Linked DNA regions of Mus musculus: region 2 is linked to region 1. A link is a contact called in public promoter capture Hi-C data. All regions are on one chromosome and are shown on one strand. The core of a region is the stretch at or near the end of the contact, and the rest is flanking DNA. Distances in the headings are between cores, read along the strand shown.

What was found. Promoter capture Hi-C pulls out the DNA fragments that hold promoters and counts their contacts.
Region 2: a promoter capture Hi-C map of hippocampal neurons shows a contact between it and region 1, with 3 times the contacts expected there. The contact joins the promoter of Nrde2 here to the enhancer-like site in region 1. A contact is called at or near these places in 5 of 39 promoter capture datasets (embryonic stem cells, hippocampal neurons, liver and 2 more), 1 of 15 datasets of contacts at CTCF or cohesin (large pre-B cells) and 2 of 115 datasets of contacts at active chromatin or transcription factors (astrocytes and large pre-B cells).

Annotation. Positions count from the first base shown.
Region 1 is chr12:99,082,186-99,087,622 of GRCm38.p6, reverse strand. No RefSeq gene overlaps it. Among named protein-coding and RNA genes, the nearest start is that of Gm40554, 60 kb to the right of the region's middle. Within about 2 kb of position 3,257, at least 41 of the 459 cell types and tissues checked have an H3K27ac peak or open chromatin away from gene starts, as enhancers often do. A contact at or near this core is called in hippocampal neurons, where this site is marked.
Region 2 is chr12:100,156,940-100,161,977 of GRCm38.p6, reverse strand. Nrde2 (nrde-2 necessary for RNA interference, domain containing) reads left to right here and starts at 2,325. Exons shown (of 14, transcript NM_001290303.1): 1 at 2,325-2,438. The coding sequence starts at 2,375.

The DNA of each region.
Region 1 (5,437 bases), core at 2,008-4,507:
GCCTGGAGAATCAGCAGCCACTGGGCAGAGTGGAGAGAGAGGCTCGAGGTCTCCACGAGGATAGAGCTGTTAAAGAGCAGTACAGACGAGGAGCTGAGCTGGGCTCATTCAGAGAACACCAAGTGGCTGGGGATGAATAGCTGGGGTGGTGCTGTGGGCAAGTGGTAGATTCGTATGAAATGGAGGGCGCAGAGGCAGGTCCCCGAGAGCCTGGTAACCATGGCAACTGAGATGTGCACAGGCCAGTAGAAAGATGCTGGGAGATTTCAGCAAAGGGATACTCGGATCAGGCTTGTGTGTGGTTGGAGAAGAGAAAGGAGGTTTTTCTTTTTTCTTTTTTAATGAGTTGGCCAGACACACACACACACACACACACACACACACACACAGACTTTCTGTGTGCGTCCCTGTATATTTGTGTGTTTGTTTATGTTAGTCATAAAAAGCTCTGGAGCAGCCATTCCTAACACTGCCACTCTTTAATCCAGTTCCTCATGTTGTGGTGACCCCAACCGTAAAACTGCTTACTACTACTTCATAGCTGTAATTATGCTACTGTTATGAATCACAGCGTAAATTATCTGAAATCACAGGACATCTGACATTCGACCCCTTTCCCTACCCCCAGTTTGGTTGGGACCCACAGGTTGAGAACCACTGCCTTGGAGCAAAGCACAGAGCGAGGGGAGAGCGGAGGGGTGCACACATTGGTTAACAACCTGGGACCGCTTGATGAGGGGAAGACCAGACAGCAGGTGGAGGTGAGGTGAGATGAGGATGCTGAAGGGAACCCATGGGATGTGCAGAACCAGGGGCTGAGAGAAGTCAGCAAGGAGATGAGAGCGCCTAGCTAAGAGAGACACAGCCTGCGGCAGTGTCCTGGAGTGAAGGACTTCTGGAAATGGGTGCTCGATAGCAAAGATTTAAGCATTCAGCAGCACCATGGAGCGAGATCAAACCCAGAAGGGACTTGGCTGTAAACTCAGCCCCAGAATGGAACAAAGTGGTGGCAAAGGTACAAGAAGTCCCCTCAAGGGATTATTGGAGATGTGAGTGGGAATGAAGTTTTAGCCTGACCTCCTTGATGTAATAAAGACATGACTCGGGAAGAGAGGGTGCAAATGGTCAGGCAGACTCTAGCAACTCTCTGAGGAAATACATGGTAAGATAGTTACCTTACCATGGTAAGAGAGTGTGCATAGTTACCTAAGGACATTGCAGCGTAGACAGAAGAGTTGTGTGTGTGAATGTGTGTGTGTGTGAGTGTGAATGTGTGTCTGTGTTAGCTCTGAATGGTGTCCAACTCAGAGAAAGTAAACTTATGACAGATTTTGAGCTTTGAAAATTGCATTCTAAGCCCTCCTCAGACAGTGTGCTAAGAACTATTTAAGCTTATTTTTCTTGATAAAGAGGGTGGTGCTAATGGTGTGCAGATGGCCTGTGTGTGCTTATATATGTATATATGCGCATGTCTATGTATACATGCACACACACACATATATATACATACATGTATATATACATACATGTACATATGCACACATATATGTGTTTATGTATATATGTATATGTATGTATGCACACACACACACACACACACACACACACATCTATGCTTTGCAGAAAGCATCCTCAGAGTATCATGACTTGTCTTGTGTTTAGCACTTGGGTTCTTTTTCTACCTGAAACCTCCTTTCTCCTACTGCGTTAGCCACTCTCCTACTTCTATTGCTGTAATAAAATATCTTGGCAAAAGTAACTTCATGGAGAAAGGGCCTGTCTTGGCTCTCAGTTCCAGGGTACAGTCTGGGCTTGAGCAAGCTGGTCACAGTGCCTCAGCAGGCAGGAAGCAGAGGAGTGTGGGCGATCCTGCTCAGCTAGCTTTCTCCTTTATATGCAACCAGGGCCTAAGCCAAGGAGTGGTACTGCCCACTATTAGGGCAAGCCTTCCCCTTGGTTAACCTAATCAAAGATAATCCCTTGCAGGTGTTCTTGGGGGCCTGTCTCCTGGGCGATTCTACAGCCTATCAAGTTGACAGTCGACACTGCCTATCATACCTACGTAACCAAGGATCTTATTACCCGATCAGATGCTGTAGTTAGTTAATTCTGCAATCAGTTATGGTGCGGTACCAGACCAAATAGCTGATCACCTCCCTTGCTCTCTGTTGGACTGTTGGTGTCAGCCAAAGGCCCATGTGTTAAAGGCTTGGTTCCCACCCATTGCACTACTGAGAGGTAGGGACCTGGTGAAGCTATTAGGGGCATGCCCTTGAAGAAGGCATTGGGAATATACTTTCTGCCCTGTTTCCCAGACACGATGAGGTTAACAGGCCTCCTACTTTGTGTACTCCCACCATGATTTTGTCTTACCACAGAACCAACCAGCTATAGACTTGAAACCTTGAAAACTGTGAGCTTTTAAGATAAAGCAATCCGTCTCTTGAATTCATTTACAGTAATGGCATACCATCACAGCCCTGTGCCTCCAAGCACAGTGACTTAACGACCATTCATTTCGCTGAGACCACCATCTTTAGGTAAGAGAACCTGCCCGGGGCACTGATTCAGGGCTCTGTGTTCCTTCTTCTGTCTTGCTGCAGTCACCCCCAAAGTCATTGACTTCCCTTGTTGGTCTTCAAGATCAGAACCAAGTTAAAGGTGTTTCTACTTTCCTACTTCTAAGGATGGAAAGAAGGAATTTGGGGGTTTCTTTTCCTTCTTCTTAGGTGACTGACAACTGGGAGTAAGGTTCTGTGGTGGGATGTCCACAGACCTGGCTGCAGATAGCCGGCATTGGCCGTCAGCTCTGCTCACTGCTGCTGGAGCAAGCATCGACTCTCTCTCTCTCATGCTCCGTACAAAATGGTTTAACTTTGACCTCGCAGGCTGTGGCAGTTTCTAGGAACCCCTGGGAATAAATCCTAACGGCTCTTTTCTCTTACAGCTCTCTTCTTTTCCTTTTAGGAAAAAGGCCTTGTCAGAGGTTTAGCCATTGAAGCTAAGCCCCAGGATTCCTAATCCTTTCAGCCTCAGCTTCCCGACCTCCATGAGGCTCAAGGGCAGGGTCACGAATGTGTCGCAAGGCATAAAGGTGGACACTGCGTCCCAAGACTGGCCATCAAGGGGAGAGTTGAGGTGCCTGCTCTGTACCCCTGGCCTGTCCCTGCCTGGGGCATGCCTAGCCCTGTGTCGTCTGCTGGAGGGCGGTGCGGCAGCGCCACCGTGTGGCCGCGCGACATCAAAGCGCTGCGACTCCACCCGCTGGGGTTGTCGCGCTGCTCAGCCAGGAGCCTAGTTAGGATGCTTGGCTTAGGACATCTCCTCTGGTCCCCATATCGAATTTTTCTTTGCACTGCCCCCTGGTGGAGCTGTTTCTACCCCGAGGTGCAGAGGACTTATGCAAAGGGACAGTTATCATCAGAGGCTGCAGTCTAGCCGTCAACATGTACCCCAATGGTTTGAGCTCTCTGGTCTCAAAAAACGAGGAAAACAAAAAGCAAAAGTCCCCAGAGAGTCTCTCATCATGCCAGATCATGCGTTTTCCCGGAGTCAGGAGATGAGATATAACTCCCAGCCCCTGAGACATGCCCAGACAGACAGACATGGACCGCGTCTGCAGCAAGAACCACTCTTTCTACCTTCGGGATCTTTCGCTAGCCAATGTGTAGCACCCTGATCCAAGCTTGGTGATTCCAGGAATCGCCCCAGGGGGCTCTGCCTCAGCATAAATATTCCCCAGGTTTAGGAGGTCCCTATGTAGGCTGGGTTCTGGATACTAGAAAGGGAGACTTAACATCCCGCACTTCTGTTGCTATGGAAACGCCCCCCTCCCCGCAGGTAGACATATGTTAAACTCCAGCGATAAAAGAGCTATAGGGACCTTTAACTTATAGCGGCAGTGGGGGATGGAGGACTGCTCAAGGTCGCCCAGTTAACAAAGGTAAAAACCCAAGCCATTCTCCATTAGGAGAAGATGAAGCTTTGAGTACTCCTTGCTTCTCCATTCGGAGACATCTTCACAGAGTGAGGAGCTTTAGCCTGAGAAAGGCCCAGGAAAGATGGGGATTTGGAAAGAGAATTCATATCCAATCAGAGAACCTTGATTTTTCTACTTCTCCTTACTCAATCGGTTTCCAGCCTCTTCCTGGTCTGTTTGCAGAATAGGAGCACACCCAGAGCAGTATTATTGGTATCTGTCTGTAACAACGAAAGAAGAGACAGCCCAGTCATAAGGATCTGTCCCTGGTAGGTATATCCTGGGGGTGTTCACAAATAAATCTGGACCTGGTGCAAGTAACAATTTTAAAGCACTTGTCAAGTGTAAAGGAGCTCCAGGAACCAGCACATTCGCTGTTTACAAAATGTTGCAAGCCTTGTGATTAGCATCATTGTTCACGGAAGGAAACTGAAGCACAGTGAAGCATTTCAACTAAAGTCATTCAGAGAGCACCCAGCCTTCTCAAGTCCAGGTGCTCCTTCAGCCACCACGCTGCTGATGAAGAGGGGACACGAAAAGCATCTGTGTGCGCACGGGAGCCTGGGGGCCAGAGCCTGGGGCCCGGAGCCTGGAGAAAACAAAGTGTGCCCCCAACAACAGAGTTTTGCAATTAAAGTCCTGGGATGGTAGAAACAGGTCTCTCTCTCTCTCTCTCTCTCTCTCTCTCTCTCTCTCTCTCTCTCTCTCTCTCTCTCCCCCTCCCTCCCTCCCTCCCTCCCTCCCTCCCTCCCTCCCTCCCTCCCTTCCTTTCTTTATGAGACAGAAAGATGCTAAGATCTTCTTCTTGTGCTTGTCCTTCATCATTCTGTGTGGGAGGAAGATGTTCTCTGCATCTGGGAGAAATATCACCACATCATACACAGAGACCCACATGAACCCTTTGGTACCCTCTTAGACACAGCATCCTCATTCTCTACGGAATTGTACTTCTGTTTGGAGAAGGGATGCTTGCCCCTTTACAGCTTTTTAAAACTGGCAACGACAGATAATACAACAGGTTTTTTATTTTGTTTTTAAAGACAGGGTTCCTCAGGGTAGTCCTGGCTATCCTGGAACTTGCTCTGTGGATCAGGCTGGACTTGAATTTAGAGATTCACCTGCCTCTGCCTCCTGGATACTGGAATTAAAGTAGTATGCCACCACCACCCAGCTTTTTGTTTTGTTTTGTCTTGGTGTGTGTGTGTGGTGTGTGTATGTGTGTGTGTGTGTGTGTGTGTGTGTGTGTGTGTCTGTCTGTCTGTCTGTCCGTGTCTTTGTGTCTGTGCAGCCTATACTTTGGATAGTGGAGTGGCAGATTGTATTTCTAAAAGCAGCTGGCCCAAATGCATTCCATCTCACACTTACGTAACTAAGATCCTCTCTTTGCACATTCCTAAGTAAACTTAGGATCCTTCCTCTATGTCTGCCCCTCCCAAACCTGGGTGAGATTTGTGCCAG
Region 2 (5,038 bases), core at 1,076-3,575, 1.1 Mb before region 1:
TACACAGAGAGTTCCAGGACAGCCTAGGCTACATAGAGAATCTGTTTTTTCAACATTTGTTAGGGTGAAAGCTACACACTCCATACAAATGTCTGTGTCTGCTAAACCTTTGCAAAATTTACTCGTATGTTACACTAAAAGTGAAGTTTTGTTTTAATTGAGAGAAAGGCAAGAGGATAAAGAGTCTGAGCCTGTACTACATACTGAGATCTATCTAAAAACAAAACAAAAAAAAAAAAAAACCAAAACAAAAACAAAACTAAAACCAAAAGACAGGGCAGGTGAGATGTCTCAGTGGCCATCAGCTCCTGCCACATAAGCATAATGACACACACACACGTACACACACACAAATTTTAAAAAAGTAAAAATCCTCCCAGAAAACAAAACTTTAGAAATCTGTATCAGTAACTTGATTATATATTAAGTTGTCCTTATGAATTGCTTACGAAAAGTCTCTTACATGTTTGTAAATACACAAATATCCACTACAGCAAGATTCCTTGTTATCAATACATTATCATGGCTTTCAAAATTTTTTTGAAGCCTTTCACATTTAATTCTTATTTTTCTGGAATAGAAAGAGATGAAACATTGGGGAAAGACTGTAACCATTTTAGTTAGTTTTGTTTTCTGTTTTGTTTTGAGACAGTGTGATAGTTTGTATATCCTTGGACCAGGGAGTGGCACCATCTGAAGGTGTGGCCTTGTTGGAATAGGTTTGACCTGGTTGGAATGGGTGTGTCACTGTGGGTGTGGGCATAAGATCCTCACCCTAGTTGCTGGAAGTCAGTCTTCCACTAGCAGCCTTTGGATGAAGGCATAGAACTCTCAGCTCCTCCTGTGCCATGCCTGCCTGGATACTGCCATGCTCTCACCTTGATGATAATGGACTGAACCTCTAAACCTGTAAGCCAGCCCCAATTAAATGTTGTTTTTTATAAGACTTGCTTTGGTCATGGTGTCTGTTCAAAGCAGTAAAACCCTAACTAAGACAGACAGGATTTCTCAGTGTAGCCCTGGCTGTCCTGAAACTTGCTTTGTTGATCAGACTGGCCTCAAACTCACAGAGTGAGTGCCAGTGCCTCTGACTCCAGAGTGCTGAGATTAAAGGTGAGCATCATCGTGCCCTGATGCAGATATTGATTTAATCAACTGAGATAACTTCCTGTCAGGTTTGGCGGAACTTGAGATTTACAGTTGAAGACAAGTGGATTCTACTGGCCTCCTTTTTCCAAGTACTTTTAGGGACCTGAAAACTTGGACATTTATTTTGGACACACACAGTTTACATGGTACACACAGTTTACATGGTACACGGAGCTGCTTGGATAGGTTTCCATCCATTCCTTTGTTTAGATGATTAGTCACATCTCTGGGTTTAGCTTTTTTTTTTTTCTAAACTTTATTTTATTGTGGTGCCCTGTGCACTTGGAGGTCAGAAGACAACTTTGTGGAGCCTGGATGAAACTCAGGTATCCATGCTTGCTTGGTAGTACCTTTATTATTTAAGCCATTTCATTGGCTCCTGCACCCAACCTTTTTTTTTTTTTTGGTAGGGGAATCTCAAAAATACTTTATAGGTAAGTATATGCATTTATTGTCAAAGACCTTTATCTTATTGGGACTTTGTACTCTTCTGTATTCCTAGGGTATTTAAAATGACAACTTATATTTGGATCACTTACATTTTGCCGTGGAACTTGTCACATCTCACATAGAAGCTAATTTTTCATTTCTTTTCTTTCTTTTTATTGGCTTTTTTTGAGACATCGTCTCTATACAGTTCTGACTCTCATGGAAATTACTATGTAGACCAGCTGGTGTCGAACTCACAGAGATCCACTTGCCTCTACCACTGAGTGTTGGGACTTAAAAGGGGTTTGCCCCCACACCCAGTTTAAAGCCACCTTTTAAATGCTTCTTATGGGTGAAACAATTGCAATTTGTACATGTATATGTGTACGTATACATACACTCACACACACAATCTTGCAGAGGAGGAAAATGAATCTTACAGAATTTGATTACTTTGATCCAGTTTAAAGGAGGCAATGTGCTTTTACCAGAGGAGCTGAATTCCAGTTTCCACACCTTCCCCCCTCCCAACTTCCTCTTCCGGTTCCTGCTTGTCCATTGTTCAGTGAAGCCGGAGGGCACTAACTACAAGGAAACTGTTCTTCCTCAATCTCACCCTCTTCCCTCCTCCCCTCTCTACCCTTTGGGTCTCCGCACCGCCTTGCCCAGGAGTTAAGCCTTAAAGAGTGCAGGAAGAACTACATTTCCCAGAGTGCCTCGCGAGTCACCGTCCTCCAACCAGAGCTCTCCAGACGGCGCCATTTCTGAGGCAGGAGTGGTAGTGCGGCCTGTGATCATGGCGCTGTTCCCGGCTTTTGCGGACGTAAGTGAGGCCTCCGGTGATGGGGCATTCAGGAAAGGTAAGCACCCCAAAAGAGTCGAAAAAGACATCCATTAAATTAATGGCAGATTTTCGGGCCTGGGTCATGGCCTTTTTTCTTTGCTTTGTTTATCCACCTGTATCCCAGAGTTCTCCGCGGCGCTGCAAAGCCTTCTGGGTCTTGTCTGAAGTGTAGGGCCAGAGGCTCTTTCAGGCGCTACGGTGGTCAAGTAAGCGGAGGGGAAACTAAGCCTACGATGATGTCTGGCGCTAACATTACCGTATTTTTGGACTTCATTCTCCTAGAAGCTGCAATGATACAACTCCATTGCAAAAGAAACCCTCTTAAAATACTTGCAATTGTGGTTGGCGTAATTCTGATTTTTCCTTACTAAATTGTAACCGTCAACAAATTCCGAGACTGTCTATTCATTGTAGCACACTTATTAGAAACACAGGCCCAAAATATAGACGTATTCAATAAGTGTGTCAGGATTGATAATGCAACCTGTTGCATGAACGAAACTAAGTAACAACAGCAACAAATCAGTATAAGGTAGTATGCTACAAATGTCATAGATGAGCCACAGTCAACCATAAAAATGAAACGTTCAGAATTTTGGAATGGTCTTCAAGAGGATATGATTTGTATAGATAAGAATTCAGGGACCTTCAAGGGGCTGTGGAAGAGAAGCATGGGATTAGAGAACTGGGTGCGTATTTTAAATGCTAAGACAAGTGTCAGCTATAATGAAGTTAACCATGGCAGGTAAATGCAGAAAATACATCTAATACTGAAAGTGTACGGTCAAGTTGAAGGGCTGGCAGTGGTGGCATACACCATTAATTTCAGCACTTGGGAGGCAGAGGCAGGTGGATCTCTGAATTCAAGCTCAGCTTGATCTACGTAGTGAATTCTTGGACAGCCTGGGCCACAACATAGAGAGACCCTAATCTCAAAAAAGACCAAACCAAAACAAAATATAGTTAAGAAAATTAACTATATATTATTTAACTATGAGTTACTGTTCAGCTTTCTTTACGGTTGGTTTGCTTATAGGGATCCAAAAGAAGTCAGAATTCTCTCTCTCTCTCCTTTCTCTCTCTTCTTTCTCTCTGTCTTCCTTTTCTCTCTGTCTTCTCTCTCTCTCTCTCTCTGAGAGAGGGGGTGTACTGGCTGGTTTTGTGTGTCAACTTGACACAAGCTGGAGTTATCACAGAGAATGGAGCCTCCCTTGAGGAAAGGCCTCCATGAGATCCAGCTGTAAGGCATTTTCTCAGTTAGTGATCAAGGGTGGGAGGATCCATTGTGGGTGGTGCCATCCCTGGGCTGGTAGTCTTGAGTTCTATAAGAGAGCAAGCTGAGCAAGCCAGTAAGAAACATCCCTCCATGGCCTCTGCATCAGCTCCTGCTTCCTGACCTGCTTGAGTTCCAGTCCTGACTTCCTTGGTGATGAACAGCAGTGTGGAAGTGTAAGCTGAATAAACCCTTTCCTTCCCAGCTTGCTTCTCGGTCATGTCTGTGCAGGACTAGAGACCCTGACTAAGACAGAGAGTTGGCCAGAAACCCACAGAGATCTGCCTTCCTAGTGTTGGGATTAAAGGCAAGTGCTCCCATGTCCAGGCACACTGCATTTTCTGCATGTACCCGTAGGTCCCCTTGAGTATGAAACAGTTTCTCTGCTCTTGTATTTTCTCAGGTGATATATTTGTTGAGGAAGCTGGTTATCCATCCTGAAGATGTTTCCCGCTAAATCTTCCTGTAACTTGCTCCTTTATTTATCCATCCCATTATTTCCTGGGAACTGATAATTAGATTTAAAGAGCCGATAAGATCTAGCTATATACTTTTTGTTGTTGAGGGTAGCTTGTTTGGAGTGCTGCACAAATATTAAGTCCTATCAGGAGGGTCCAATCTTTGATTTCAGTGATATTAAGGGGGTCCGTGTTGGGCATCAGATCCCCTGGGATTAGAGTTAAGATGGTTGTGAGCCTCCATGTAGATGCTGGAAATCAAACCTTGGTCCTTTGAAGAACAACCAGTGTGCTTAATCACTGACCCGTCTTTCCAACCATGCCATTACACCTTCATCTGATAATTTTGCAGTGATGTTTTTTATATTCTTGTGACAGGGTCTCACTGGGACCCAGATTAGCCTCCAGTGTGTAATCACCTTGAATGAGCAAAAGAGACTCAAAGAGTTTCTTCTGACTCTAGAACTTGCATTATAATTTTTTATGACAGGGTTGGGAATCTTGTGATTTAAACATCTTCGCAGTTCCTGGGCTGCTTCATGGGGTAGATCAACTCCCAGGAAAACGTCGACACCTTGAATGCCATTCTTACCTGTGTTTGCTGGTGCTTTTTGTACAAGTGAGTTCGAGCTTCCAGCAATCAGAAAATGGCAGTCCTAATCAAAATGAACGGCTTATTCTCAAGAGAACAAATATCTTCATTAATGTGATTGCTAACTCATTTTTACCATCAGCCTTGGAAATGCTGTTTGAATGATTTACCCCTGGAGGAGTGGCCCCTCATCTCTGAGTTCACTTAAACAGACTAGAAGCCAGGGCTACATTGTTAGGACAAGGTACAGAAATGGATATTGAACTTGGATGTGATACCCACTTATAAAGTTA